3 separate regions of the Rattus norvegicus genome follow, and regions 2 and 3 are each linked to region 1. Evidence: chromatin contacts called from public Hi-C and HiChIP or PLAC-seq data. All regions are on one chromosome and are shown on one strand. Each heading gives the region's core, a stretch centred on a gene start, on an enhancer-like site or on the middle of the called end of the contact. The rest is flanking DNA. Distances are from core to core; before and after follow the strand shown. Region 1 holds the start of Atf4 (activating transcription factor 4). Region 2 holds the start of Tab1 (TGF-beta activated kinase 1/MAP3K7 binding protein 1). Region 3 holds the start of Syngr1 (synaptogyrin 1).

Evidence for each region. Hi-C and Micro-C count contacts between places; a contact is called where the count stands out from the background. HiChIP or PLAC-seq counts read pairs in DNA pulled down with a chosen protein or histone mark.
Region 2: a contact with region 1 is called in a Hi-C map of kidney, with 2.8 times the contacts expected there. The contact joins the promoter of Tab1 here to the promoter of Atf4 in region 1.
Region 3: a contact with region 1 is called in an H3K27ac HiChIP or PLAC-seq map of oligodendrocytes, with 6 times the contacts expected there. The contact joins the promoter of Syngr1 here to the promoter of Atf4 in region 1. A contact is called at or near these places in 1 of 12 Hi-C or Micro-C datasets (the A7r5 cell line) and 1 of 1 datasets of contacts at active chromatin or transcription factors (oligodendrocytes).

The regions. Positions count from the first base shown.
Region 1 is chr7:113,683,088-113,687,910 of GRCr8, reverse strand. Atf4 (activating transcription factor 4) reads right to left here and starts at 3,230. Exons shown (of 3, transcript NM_024403.2): 1 at 3,047-3,230; 2 at 2,196-2,507; 3 at 1,172-2,085. The coding sequence starts at 2,415. The coding sequence ends at 1,262.
Region 2 is chr7:113,554,801-113,559,583 of GRCr8, reverse strand. It overlaps Tab1 (TGF-beta activated kinase 1/MAP3K7 binding protein 1), which reads right to left and starts at 3,427. Exons shown (of 11, transcript NM_001109976.2): 1 at 3,381-3,427. The coding sequence starts at 3,413.
Region 3 is chr7:113,514,582-113,519,460 of GRCr8, reverse strand. It overlaps Syngr1 (synaptogyrin 1), which reads right to left and starts at 3,195. Exons shown (of 4, transcript NM_019166.2): 1 at 3,046-3,195. The coding sequence starts at 3,144.

The sequences.
Region 1 (4,823 bases), core at 1,981-4,480:
AGTAGAAGACTCCTTACTTGGGTCTTCTACATCCACCTCACTGGCCAACACAGCCTAGCTTCTGCTCGCCAACAAGGGTGAGCCAAAAGCCTGCCGCAGAAGTGGGGCTGCTGCTGTATCATCCTACCCACACCCGGGCCCCACCTTGTTCCCTGCCCCCAGCACACTCCTCCTAGATCAGGTCCTCCACCCAGCCTGCCAGCCCTTCGTTGGACCTCTGTCTTAGAAGGCAAGTTTCACAAAAGCTGAGCTGTTCATCTTGTGTTCAGTTGGCATCCCTGATAGTTTGTAGTGCATGCTGAGCAATCACCAGTGATAGGAAAACTGAAGGCCATTCTCTGCCAACTAATGGGCACCCAGAACAGCTCCAGTCTGAGCTGGCTAAACAGTACTTCCAGTCTTTTGTCAATACCTGGCAAGGGCTGTAAGTCACCATGGTGAGGGTGGCTAGATCTTAGCTGACTCTTTGGGTCTTTTACCTCAGGGTGCACCTAACAGATCAGGTGTGGTGACACACGGTCTATAACCCCAGCACTTGGAAGGTTCAAGGTCATCCCTGGCCACATATCAAGTTCAAGGTCAACCTGGGCTATGGGAAACCCTGTTTAGAGCATTGCCAGGGTGGACATGTGACATTACATAGAAGTGGAACAGCTGTAGTTCTCACGCACAAAGAACATCTGCCAAGTGAAGGTTAGTCATTGTCTCCAAGGGCCTCCACCAGTTTCTGCCCCGCTGTCACTCAGGCCCTTCCTCCCCCCACCATATCCTTGTGCTGGATTAAGCTGCCCCTGGGCCAAATGGAATAATGTTGAGGGTGATGGTAGGCTTTTTACCTCGCCTTGGGAGGATCTGTAGTAACAAACTGAAGGGTTGGAGTGGGGCTTGCCACCTGTCACAGGAAATAGTAGCTGTATCCCTTAAGCCTAAGAGAAACCTAATCCTCTTTGTGTTCAAGGACTGTACCTTATCTAGGTACTTACACAGCAGGTATCTGGCACAAGGCCAGTATGAACAGGTGCAATTCTGGGCTGGCCCTCACTAACCCAGAGCCCCCTCCCTCCAGCTAGTCTTTACCTGTCTCACTACCTGAACAGCTCAACTCATCCAGGTAGCTATCGTATTCAACCCAGACCTTGTGCAGTCTATTAGAAAGAATGACACAGAAAACTTCCATGGCTACTTTCACTACAAAATAATTTATTACAGCAAACACAGCATCACAAGACTATGTACAAGCACAAAGCACCTGACTACCCTATTAAGGAACTCTCTTCTTCCCCCTTGCCTTACGGACCTCTTCTATCAGGTCTTTTAGATACTGAATCTCTTTGGCGAGAGAATCTGCCTTCTCTTTCAGAGCCTCGTTCTTCTTTTCTAGCTCTTTACACTCGCCAGTGAGGGCTTCCTGCTCAGCCCTCTTCTTCTGGCGGTACCTAGTAGCTGCTGTCTTGTTTTGCTCCATCTTTTTCAGCTTCTTATCCAACTTTTCAGTCTTCACTTTAGCTGTCACACTAACTCCAGGTGGGTCATAAGGTTTGGGTCGAGAACCACGAGGAACACCTGGAGAAGGCAGACTGTCTGGTGGGGCCCTGGAGGTGGAAGGGCTGTGTTGGGGAGAGCCCAGGTAGGACTCAGGGCTCATACAGATGCCACTGTCACTATCAGAGGGAGTGTCTTCCTCCTTTACACACTGAGGGGTTAGAGTAATATAAGCAGCAGAGTCAGGCTTCCTATCTCCTTCAGAGATATCAACCTCACTTCCCAGCTCTAAACTAAAGGAATGATCTGGAGTGGAAGACAGAAACCCTGGGGAACAGGGAAGAGGCTGCAAGAATGTAAAGGGGGCAGCCTGGTCGACTTTTATTACACTTTCTGGGAGATGGCCAATTGGGTTCACTGTCTGAGGGGGCTCCTTATTAGTCTCTTGGACTAGAGGGGCAAAAAGATCACATGTGTCATCCAACGTGGCCAAAAGCTCATCTGGCATGGTTTCCAGGTCATCCATTCGAAACAGAGCATCGAAGTCAAACTCTTTCAGGTCCATTTTCTCCAACATCCAATCTGTCCCGGAAAAGGCATCCTCTGGGGAAAAAAATTTCAGGAGAGAACGGTTCATACTAGAGGCAGAAAACCTTTAGAACACCAAACCCACATGAAAAGAGCACACTGGTGCAGGTGTCCTCCCTACTCACCCTTGCCGGTGTCTGAGGCACTGACCAACCCATCCATAGCCAGCCATTCTGAGGAGCCCGCCTTGTCGCTGGAGAACCCATGAGGTTTGAAGTGCTTGGCCACCTCCAGATAGTCATCTAAGAGACCTAGGCTTTCTTCAGCCCCCAAACCCGACTGGTCGAAGGGGGACATTAAGTCCCCCGCCAACACTTCGCTGTTCAGGAAGCTCATCTCGGTCATGTTGTAGGGATTTGCTGGTATCGAGGAATGTGCTTAACTCGAAGGTATCTTTGTCCGTTACAGCAACGCTGCTGCTGGGTTTCGTGAAGAGCCTGCATAAGGATCCAAAAGCAAGTTCAATCATCTTTCTATCTAGGATGCTGGATGACAAAATCCCAAAAGCTTCTAAATGGAGAGCACGTGGGCTCAAGGCCATTGTGTAAGCTTCCCCAGCCGCCAGCTCGGGTTGCACAAGATGGAGGCTTAGCTTTGCTTCACCGGCCACCCGGAGGAAGCAGCTTGTCCTCAAGTCCTAATACGGCCAAGGCCGTCGCGCCCCGCCCCCGTGACTCACACCCCCCCCCCGCCCCACCGCCATCTTGGCCTCGCCACGTTCGCAGAATGACACCGGGAACCCGGGGGGGCGCGAGACGACTAAGTTAAGAGAGGACGAAGAGGAAGTAGCAGGGTTTTAGGCACTACTCCCTCCACGCCGCCTGCCCAACCCTCCCCGTGTGCGCCGGCGTTGCGGGGCCACCCAAACAAGGCCGACGCGTCTGGCCGCTTGTAAAGCCGCGTATGCTGGTCAACGCGCCCAGGCCGCACCCAAACACAGCAAAGCACACGCCCGCGCAGTCGGCCCAATACTCACGCCATGGCTTAAGCCGGTGGGGGTTGCCGCTGCAGAGCCTGGTGCTGCTGCCGCCGCTGCAAAGGCCAACGCTGCCGCAGGCTCTGCTGCCTCTAATACGCCATGGTGGCCGCAAGCCCTGCGGGAGGGGAAGAGGAAAGGAACAGCGTACAGAGAGACATCTACCACAGAGCAAGCAGAAATGGCGGCGACACGCCCTAAACCCGCCTTTTATAGAATCGGTGAGGGACGCAGTACACCCCGTATCCTCCCACCGTGGTCACGTGATCCCGCCGCCGCTCCACCTAACCCTATCCCATTGACGCTCTGGCCCGTCCAAACCCTTCTCCGCTGTGCTCGGGGAGTAACTGGGGCGTTACAGAGTATCCTGAAGGCCCCATGAAGGAAGAAAAGTGCACTACTTTATAGGTTTGCGACCAACTGAAGTCACGTTCCGGAGTGCGGAGGGATCGCTCGTTACGGAACTTCCGGTGTCTTACAGGGCGTGGAGAGACACCTAACCAAAGCTATGACGGTCAAAGCCAAAGCTGCCTGGTTATCACGCGAGACGCCGTAGGAGCGCGCGTCGAGCTGATTGGCCCAGGCGTGACGAGTCATCTAAACCTTAAGTTTCTATTGGCTCTGAACCTGGGCGCCCTAGGAGCACTAATATCGGGAAGAGCCACCAGAGGTTCCGGGTACCAGACTCTTACAGCTACCGACTCATCAGAGGTCACCCCAATGTAGTTGCTCTCTCCGGCATCGCTCCCGGGCAGCTTTGGTCCAGCACGGAGCAAACAGCTTTCCAGGAGTGACACTTGGGCTGAAAGCCCTCTTTCCCTGTATTTGTTGTTCTCAGAACCAAATGGGCAGAGCTTTAGGCATATAGAAAGGTCCTCTGGAGTTACCTGGTCCAATCCTGTCAGTCCAGGGACCGCACTTTGAGACAGGGCGTTCATGTTGGGGCCTTATTGGGAGATACTCCGGTTCCTCCAGCCCTGCATCTTTCCTCTGAATCCTGTACTGGGAAAATATACCTAACCTTAGATCTAACCTACTCTAAAATATGCCCATCACTGCTGGTTTGTATAGGGTCAGTTCCCTTAATATTGTGTTTTATTCAGTTGGATCTCAAGCCCTAGAGTAGTTCTGATTAACTCCCAAGTCTTAACTTCCTGGTATAGCCTTACCAAGAAGTCATCCTGGTGAGTGAGCAGCTGCTTAAGTGGTTGGAAGCCCCAAGTACTGGTCAAGGACAACTCACCATAAAGGATGCTGTTTTGGAAGTGCTGAGAGGCCCTCTTCCCAACTCCAGCCTGCAATCTTTTGAGTTTCCACGTCTTTTTAAGTGACTCATACAAATACCACTCAATTGGCACAGTGCCCGCCCCTTACTGCTCAGTAATTATTTGCAAGCCAAGTACTCCAGTACACACAATCCTAGCACTCGGGCACCATGGTTCAAGGTCATCCTTGATTACATGGTTATTGATTGCTATTTATTAATTCAAACCTAATTCCCAAGTCCCTCTCTCCCTAACTCCATGATTCATCTTCCTTCCTCAGAGGACCTTTCATTATTATTTACTGAGACTAAAGCAACTAAATAAATAACGCACAAGGCCTACATAATGAGATGTTTCTATCGACAAAGAAGTCATGAGTACATGTGCACACAAACAGAAGTTTCCTAGTCTCTCCATGCAAAGGATAACTATGTCCTCCCTTTGCTCTGGAAACAGAAACAGGAGCCACAGTTATATTGTTAAGTAGACATCCCTTACATGTTTCTGTCCCC
Region 2 (4,783 bases), core at 2,178-4,677, 130 kb after region 1:
AAGCATTGCTGTGATAATTGTAGCCGGGAAGCTTCTTTCCAAAGCTCTACTGTACTTACATTTGTCTAAAATAAAACTGCTCTGCTCTAGAAGTTTGACCCAACCCAGCTACTGATTCCTGTTGAACCAGATTTCCTTCTTGCCTCTTGTAGACACTCAGATTGTTACTCTGGTTGCCCTGGTGTTTGCAGAGCCCCCACAGCTGACTGTTACCAATCTAGAATTGGAGACATTGTGGCAGTTCACTTAATAGTATCAGTCCTCCTGGGAGTCCTTCTGGACTGGGGAAACTGCTGTAGATCCATATGGGACTTACTTGCTTTTTTTTAGGCTGCGAGGGCTGGGTTCTTTTAAAGCAGTGGTTCTCAACCTGTGGGTCTAGACCCTATTGGAGGTCACAGGGGTCCTATATCAGATATCCTGCATGTTATATATTTACATTATGATTCATAAAAGCAGCAAAATTAGCTATAAAGTAGCAATGAGATAGTTTTGTGGTTGGGCGTCACCACAACATGAAGAACTATATTACAACATTAGGAAGGCTGAGAATCACTGTTCTAAGACTTTCTTTAAAACCACTTTTCTTAGCTAAATGTAGTGGTGTATGCTTTGAATCCCAGCAATCCCGAGCAGATCTGGGAGCTCAAAGCCATACACTAAGCTGGAGGTCAGCCAGTGCTACACAGTGAGACTTTGTATCAAAACAATCAATCAAGCAAATTCAGCATGAGAGAGATGACTTAGTAGTTTGGAGCACTTCTGTTTCAGAAGACCCAAGTTCAGTTGCCAGAATCTTACAACTTACAACTGTCTAACTTCAGTTCCAGAGAATCTGGAACCTTCTTTTGCCCTCCACAGGCACCAGGCACGCACCTAGAACACTTACATGCAGGCAAAATACTCATGCACATGAAACTTAAAAAATAAAAACAAAATCAACCACACAGGAAGCCCTCAAATTCAGAATCCCAAAAGACAAATTCTTTTAAAGTACCACACTGACTAGAGAGGTGAGGTAAAATCCCTTAGAATGCCTTTTCTTCCAGGTACTTTACCAACCTGCCCAGAGATGCCCTTTCAAGACCCACATCTGCCCATTACCAGCCTATCACTACCCTCAACACCCAGACCCATCTCACTAGTTATATGAGACACGTGGACTGTACAGACCCCTCACCTACATGTTTAAAATTTGTATTTCCCTTGGGTATCCCTAATATCTTGCAAAAACTGAATGAAAAAATTAAAAAGGAAAGGAAATGACTGCTCCTAGGTATGAGTATGGTAGAAGAGAAAGTTTATTACTGTTGAAACACGGGAGAGCAGAGTCAGAAATGCCTAAGAGTCCATTGTAGACACGACCCTAAGTCTTGGGGGCAGGGAGTATAAAGGGAAGGGAGAAAGCAGAGGAACAGCAGTCAAAAGGGCAAAGGTACAAAGGAGGTTGGTAACCAAAATGGTTGACTTATACAGGAAGAGCAGCCTGCCCACCTGGGCTAAAGAGTTCTGGATAGGGGCTGAGGGATGCTGGGAGAACCTGGCAGCCAGGTTCACTTTGATATGTTAAATTGGTAGCTCAACTATTTGTCCCAGGGTTTTTGAGACTTAACAACATCCTTTGAAGCCTCTGCAGTTCTCTGCTGCCTGACCAGGGTTCCCTATGGAAGTCCACACTGACTGTACTATGGTGGATGCTCCTTTTCCCAAGCCGGACTGAAAACTCTGTGAGAATGAATACTCTGCTGATTCATCTTCCCAAGAGGCCCAGACTAGAGCTTGCAAGGTCATTTGCAGAACAGCGATATTGGAAGTGCTCTCACCAGACTCAGGACAAAGGACAGGTCACTGAGCCCTGCCTGGCCAGGACACCAGGATTTTTCTAAGGAGGGATGTCCTGAGAATGAAAGGGGCCTTATATAGTTATCTTTGCCTGCTCCTTCCCTAGCATCAAGATACTATGAGTTAAAAGTGTCCCCTCCCCTTTAATTAAGTCCACCAGCACACAGAGAATACATTCTCTGGGGCTGGGAAAAGTCTACATCCTAGCCTAACTGGTGTTCTTTGGGTTCCATCACATCCAGGAGACAGAAGATAGTTGACCCAGTTGACCTCTCTCTTGTTAGCAAGCCAACTCAGTACGCATCAGTCACTATTTTTCCCAGCCCTTCTTTCACTCAAGGTCACAATCATATCAGTGTTCCCCAGATGCTTTCTATAATGGAGACATTTATACAAGAGCCTTGCCCTCTGGGACCTCACAAAGCTGAGAGCCAAACCTCTCTCCTTGCAGAGTTTTACAAAAGGCCTGACAGGCACACAATAGTGAAGGGAAGGTCATGCCTCTCTTCCTCCACTTGTCAATGCCTCAGACCTTCCAGGGCGGGCAAGCTACTTCCCCTCATCCTTGAAAAGGCAAGGCCTAGTTCCTGACCAATTGTCTCATTCTGTGATGGACACTCAACCAAGCATCTAGCACGCAAGGGTGTCAACACGCTAAGAGGCCCCTGTCTTCAAAAAATCGACATTCTATTCATGGAGACACAGAACATCCAAAGGCAACTCCCACAGAGCGCCACGGTAGGGAAAGCCAGAGGATCAGCACCCTGTCAGTACTGATCCAAACAGTACTCTGTGCTAACATACATGTGTAACTTTACACACGTGTGAGAAAGATGCAGTGGCAGGAAGACTACATCAAACCGTGAGGATCCAGACTATCGTGTAGGGTGTAGGGGTGTCTGGAGCCAAACCTCACTTTCACCTTAGAGAAAGACCCGAGTGAGGCCACATGGGACCCGGTGAACTGGGAAGCAGAGGCAAAACTCCAAGCCATCACTTCTTTGAGGAGTCTATACCTTAGGGGTATTTCTGGATCCAGATTAAGTAATTTTAATCCTGCCTCTGCCGCTCAGCAGCTCCCTGATCTCGGTTTCCTCATCTGTAAAACCTACGGTAAACCTATAGTACTTAGCCATCCTCTACTGCTGCTGCGAAGCTTATGAATGTGAGGCGGTCCACACAATGCCAGAGATACAGCGCGCCTTACACAAGCGGGGGCGGGGGGGGCGATTTATTATTAGTCGTGTCCGCCCTCCGGATGGCCCGCTCGGCGGCGCCATGTCCCTTTCCGGCTTGAGGACGCTCCCATTCCGCAGGACCCCGGCGCCCTTGACCCTCAGAGGCCCGGCTCTGTGGCGCGCACGCGCAGAACTAGGCGAGGCTCTAGACTGGAAAGGGTCTTGCGCGCGCTGCAAGCACCCTAGGGCCTCTGGGGCGAGGGGTCCGCACTCTGCCATCTAAAGACAACAGCTTCTGCACCCGAGGACACACCCGAGCTCCCAACCCTCCCAGCCCAGAGAGCGGGTCGGTTTCCTCACACTCTGGAGCAGGCTCCTCCTCTGCGCCGCCATCTTGGAGGACCCCGCGGCGCGCCAGTCTCTCGGAGTAGCGAAATGGATGGCTAGAGCGGCTTCGACTGACCCAGAGATTATCCACAGCGCCCCCGGCGGAGAGGAGGCGCAGCACAGGAGCCTTGCGCAAGCGCGGTTTTTGCCCCCACCCATCCTCTGCGGAAAGAATGCTAAACTCCTTCGGTCTACTTTCTTCGAATTTCTTGTTTCCTGGGGTCTTTATGGGTGTGCTTTCTCCCGGATTCTTTTCGATGGGGATCCTGAGATCCTATTTAAAGCACCTTTGCGAGGAGGGTACAGGGGAGAACGATTCAGTTTACAAGAGCAGTGGGTGATGGACGGTCCGATCTTATAATGGGGCCACACAGAGCCAAGCTAGCTGACATTAGAATTGGAGAAGACTACAATTCCAAGTAGTTGTAAATTCTCGGAAATGAAATTTATGGATGGAAGCATGGAAGTGTGGTGTTAGTTGGCAATGTGGAATTGCAGGCCCCTAAGCGTGACAGGCCAGTGCCCCAAAGCAAGAGTGTGTTTGTTCAAGAAGCACGTTGCAGAAGCTCGACATGGAAATTCACACCTGTAATCCCAGGGTTTAGGAGGCTGAGGCTGGGGCTAGCCTGGACTATGTTACGCAGGAGGTTAACTCTAGAAGGGCTCCCAAAAGTAAAACATAAAGAATATGGTGCTCAGCTTCCTTGCTTAATCTAATTAATTGATTATTGATTACCATATCCTGCCTGAATTTGTCGTTTCCCAACAGCACAAAAACCAAGACTTCCAGCTGGGAAGCCCAGTAGCACTGCAAGATCCTGTCTCAAAAACAGCTACAACAGTCAGGAGGTGGCTGCCCATACCTTTAATTCTAGCACTTGGGAGGCAGAGGCAAGCAGATATCTGAATTCAAGGCCAGCCTGGTCTACGACGCTAGGACAGCAAGGGCTACACAGAGAAACCCTGTCTGAACACACACACACGGGGTTGGGGATTTGGCTCAGAGGTAGAGCGCTTGCCTAGCAACTGCAAGGCCCTGGGTTCGGTCCCCAGCTCCGAAAAAAAGAAAAGGAAAAACAAACACACACACACACACACACACACACACACACCAGCTACAAAAGAAGCATGCAGATCACAGAAGGTCGGCCCTAAGACTGAAACCGAGATGGAGGAGGAATGAAGAGAACGTGGCTTCCCTTGGAGGTCGAATGGAAAGTTACTGGGCTGCACAGGGTATGGTGGTGCATACCTTTAATCCCGACTCTGGAGGAAGAGGCATACAGATCACTGTGAATCCAAAACTAGCCCAATCTAAATAGTGAGTTCTGAGACAGTAGGAACTCGGCAATTAAGAGCACTGACTGGGGTTGGGG
Region 3 (4,879 bases), core at 1,946-4,445, 170 kb after region 1:
TGGACGAAGTCCCAATTCTGCCTTCCCCATCAAGTGCAGTCTGGCCTTGCCCAGCCTGGGGGAAGGATTGACAGCCAAGAGTTGAGACGGCTACAGTCAAGGGACAAGTGGGTCCTGGGAAGCCCTGCTTCTGTGCCATTGGGGTCAATGTGCTCCAGGGACCCAAGGTTCACAAGGCCCAGGTCGAGTAAGGTAAGGGTCTGAAGGCAGTCTTTTGGAAAATCAACAACAAAAGATCAATCTGGTACAAGTTCTACAAACACACAAGACTGTGTGTACATGGCACTGGGACCGCACCATGCCTGTGGCAGTGTCCTGGGTGTCAGGGGTCCCAGCTTGTATGGGACTGAGAGGCCTGGGAATCTGGGTCCATCAATGCTAAAGCCAGGAAAGTTTGAGCAAACCTGAGCAAACCAGTCACCTTAGACCCAGAGCCCAGGCTCTCTTAGCTCCGTGGGAAAGTATGGGGCTACCAGACTCCACAGTAGATGCAAAAACCTGAGGACGAAGAGAAGGCATGGGACCCACTCCAGAATACGTTAAGATGTCTATACAGCACAGACTATTCAAAAATATGGAACAGAAACAACACAGCACAACATGAAATTTCCCATTCCCCCCTCCGCCCCCCTCGTTCATTCTTTCTCATCCCACCGTCCACTCCCACCAGAGCTGACGATAGAGACCAGGACCTTACACTTGCCATACCCCCAGGCCCCTCTTCACCCGAAGTGTGTACTTCAATGGTATTATCAACCCCATGTTGCTGTCCAGTAATAAGCAGGTATTACTTTAATAATCAGAAAGGGGGCAAAATTCTTTATCTTCCTTTAAGGCAGTCACAGGTAGCCCAGGCTGGCTCCAGTTTGCTATGTAACTGAGGCTAGCCTTGAACTCTGAGCCATCTGTCTCTACCTCCTAAGTACTGAGATTACAGGCATACACCACTGCTCAAAACCTGTTTTGGTTTGGTGTGGTTTTGGTTTTTGTTTTTGTTTTTTGTTTTTTTGTTTTGTTTTGTTTTTGTTTTTGCTTTTTTGAAACAAAGTTTCTCTGTGTAGCCCTGGCTGTCCCAGAACTCACTCTGTAGACCAGGCTGGCCTTGAACTCCGAGATCCACCTGCCTAAAGCATCCCAGGTGTAGGCATGAGCCACCACTGCCCAGGACCAAAGCTTTTTTAAATCTAGGTTTTAAAAAACATTTTTTTCTCTAGCTTATAGAACATCCCATTGCTAAAACTTTAAAGCGACTGGGGTCCAGGTGTGTGAGCAGAGCTGGGAGGTCTGGAAGGGCTTTGGGCTGGGGCTGAACTTGATAACTTTACAGCCTTTCCAATCTGGAGACTACAGAATTTGCCATCCCCCTGCAGCAGAAGCCCAGTCCTCTGGTGGCAGGAAGACTTGAATTCCAAGGCTCGTCTGCCGTTCCCAAGATCAGTGAGTGGGTGCTAGACCTAGTTAATTTTTCCTCCTCCTGGCGGGCATGTCCTCCTTTTACCTGGACCTAAAGTGTAAGCCCTCTCTGTGTCACTAGAATCAACATGACATCACCTCCATGAAGCACAGCAATTCCACAGCGAAGACCCCTGTCCTGGCTCCCTCCCTAGTAGGACTGTGGGTTCCCTGAGCGTCAGGGCCGAGCCTGAGTCATGCTGCCTTCCCTTCCCTCCGGGCCAGGCAGACTCAATAAAGCTTCACTAAATGAAGCCATCAACAGTAGAAATGACCCAAGCATAAGGAACGCCCACGCCCCTCACAAAGCTTGAGTTTCTACCTCCCAGCCAGGGGCCCCAGAGAGGTCAGAGGAAGCAGTACGAGGTCAACCCACCTGACCAGGCAGGTGCCTCCAGGGTTCCCACTTTACCTAGAGCCTGCAAGGGCTTCTTCTGCAAGCTGGGGAGGGCCAAGAATAAATAAATTCGGTGTCACAAACCCTCACGGATATATATAGGCTGCACGGCCATAAGGAGTTACAGAAACAGGGCTCCCCACAAGGAGGAAATTTAAAGGATTCCTAAGACCAGAATAAATCTCAAGCCATCCCGCCCATCAGATCCTGATATGGCCCTGAAAACCAGGAAAGGAGTGCACTTCAGCAAGCCCAGGTCACAGCTGACTTCGGTTACTAACCCCTAGGGGTCCCTGACCCTTGTCACCAATGCAGGCTCTTCTGGTCTTAGTCAGGAATGGACCCCAGACCTGCATAGGCAAGACCCTCCACGAAGCCAGCCAACCCCAGAGGGCACCAGAGCTACAGGCCTCCTTACCCTAGGGCGCAAAGCCCCCTGTGCCACCCTTCAAGCTGTTTCTGCCCCCTCCTCCGCCCCAGGTTTGAGCTGAGCCCCATTCAGCACTGGGGAACCTGCACGGACTAGGTGGGCTAAAGACTGCGAACAGACAGACCTTCCTGTTCCCCACTGCGTGGAAGGGACCTTTCTCCAGACAACATTTAGAATCTATTCAGGTGTTTGCTGAGGATGAGAGAGTTGCGGATTCATAAAATGTCAGAGCCCAAAGGGGCCTCAAGGAAGCTCCTCCCACCCCTATAAATCGAGAAACTGAGGCATGACATAAGAGGTGACGCTCCCCACCCAGCTTGGAACTGAATATCTCGTATCCCTGGTCTTTTTTGGGGTGGTTCCGTGCCCAAGGTCACGCGGCAAAGCAGATACGGGTCTCGGCGGAACCCAAGTATCCAGGCTCCAGACTCAGAGCTCCGCAGCGTACAGGGTGAGCAACAAAACCTAGTTCCCAGTCCTCGCCCCGAAAGCGCGCGGCAGGTGCAGCAGTGCGCCCTAGAAAAAGATCCACGCCCTGATCCGCGCCCCCAATAAACGGCCTTGAACTTGGGCTCAGTCTCCACGGGCGCACGCGAACCGAGTCGCTAGATGCTGGGCAGCGACAACCTGGAGGTCTCGGCGATGGGGCTAAGGAGCTCGGTGGCAGGGGCCAGGATCCGCTTGGGTCCGCAGGGCCGCCCGGGCCAGGTGAGGTCGCGCCAGTTCCCGGAGCCCCGCGCCCCAGCCCGCCTTGCTGTGTCCTTACCCAAGACACGACGCGCAGGATGGTATGTGGCTGTCGCACCAGGGTGTAGGGGTCGAAGGCGCCCCCGGCTTTGCCCGCTCCGTACGCACCCCCTTCCATCGTGGCTGCACCGCGCGGCGCCCCCCGCTCGGCGCGCGCCACCGGCCCGTGCGCGTGCGCGGCGCCCCCGCCCCCCTCCCCTGCGCTCGGCTTGTGCAGTCCGGGGCTCCCCGCCAGGGGGCGATCGTGCACCGCCCGTGCAGCTCTCCGAAGCTCGCGCTCAGAAAGCGCGTGCAGCTGGGGTCCCAGTGTGGGGCGCGCTCCCTGCCAGCGGGATGACCTTTTTGCCAAATAACGCGTAGTCGGGGTGTGGACGGAGAATGCAGACGCATCTCCGCCTTCGGGAGCCCTCCGGACTGTAGCGCTATTCAGGAAACCCTTATCGTTATATATTTATTTATTTACTCATTTATTTGCCTCTTCTCTTTCGCTGTCTGCCCCAAAATTAAGGAAAGGGGCTCCGTTTGACTGTATATGGCTCCTTGAACCCGTCGCTGAATTGCTGGCTTCAGGAATGATTCTCTCTAAGAGATCTGCAGAGCCTCCTCGCCCCCCCCCACCTTGCTGCCTAGCTCCACCGATGACGTCATGCACGCGCACCCCCACCTGGAGGGAGCTGTAGGGAGGCAAAAACTGGGAGAAAAACAGACCTTGTGAGATTCTCTCCCCCTTCCACCGCAGCTCCCTACCCCTTTCTTTAATCCAGTAATTAATTGTACTTATTTCTTCCACTGTCTCCTCGGTCTGTGGGCTCCTGCTGTTCAGGTTTTGTTTATATCCAAAGGCCTCACAAACATAGGTGGTCAATAAATACACCCAAGCCTCACCCTCCCACCAACCCCAACACAGTTTGACCTTTAGGGCTCCTGGGGGTTTTTGTTTGTTTGTTTTTATTTGTTGTTTTTGTTTTGTTTTGTTTTTGAGATAGGGTCTCTTGTAGAGACTGGCCTCTGGAATTCACCCTGTGGAAGGGGATGGTTTTGAACTTCTTTCTATTCCTCCTGCTTCTTCATCCCTGTGAATGGAGTTTCAGGCCTGTGTTACCATACCCATGAGAAATCTTAGAGGCGGCTATTAAACTATGATCCTATAAAACTTCTAGAAGAAAACAAGAGAAAAATCTTTATAACTTTGTAGATAGGATGATTTTTTCATTTTTTTTAATTTATTTTATTTATATGAGTACATTGTAGCTGTCTTCAGACACACCAGAAGAGGGCATCCAATCCCATTACAGATGGTAGCGAGCCACCATGTGGTTGCTGGGAATTGAACTTAGGACCTCTGGAAGAGCAGTCAGTGCTCTTAATCACTGAGCCATCTCTCCAGTCCTTTTTTCATTTTTTTAATCTTTATTTTGTATTACTGTTTGCCTGCATGTTCATATGTGCATCATGTAAATGCAGTGCCTGAAGAAGTCAGAAGAGGGTGTGGGATCCCCTTGAACTCGAGCTACAGACTTTTGTGGGTCACTGGGTGGGTACTGGGAACCAAACTCTGGGCCACTGCAAGAACATGTATTATTATTAGTAGTAGTATTAGTAGTAGTATTAGTATTAGTATCACCATCATCTTATTTTTATTGCATAGTTTATGTATTTACATTTCAGAGGTTACCCCCTTTCCCAAGAACAAGTGCTCTTAAGTGCTAAATTCACTATATGGCCCGGGCTCAGTTCAAACTTGGGACGATTCCATGTACTGAGATCACAGACATTAGCCATCACACCTAACAAAGCATTTTCTCCGAGAAGCAGAGAAGCACGAAGTTCTATGCCACAATGTAGGTGAACAC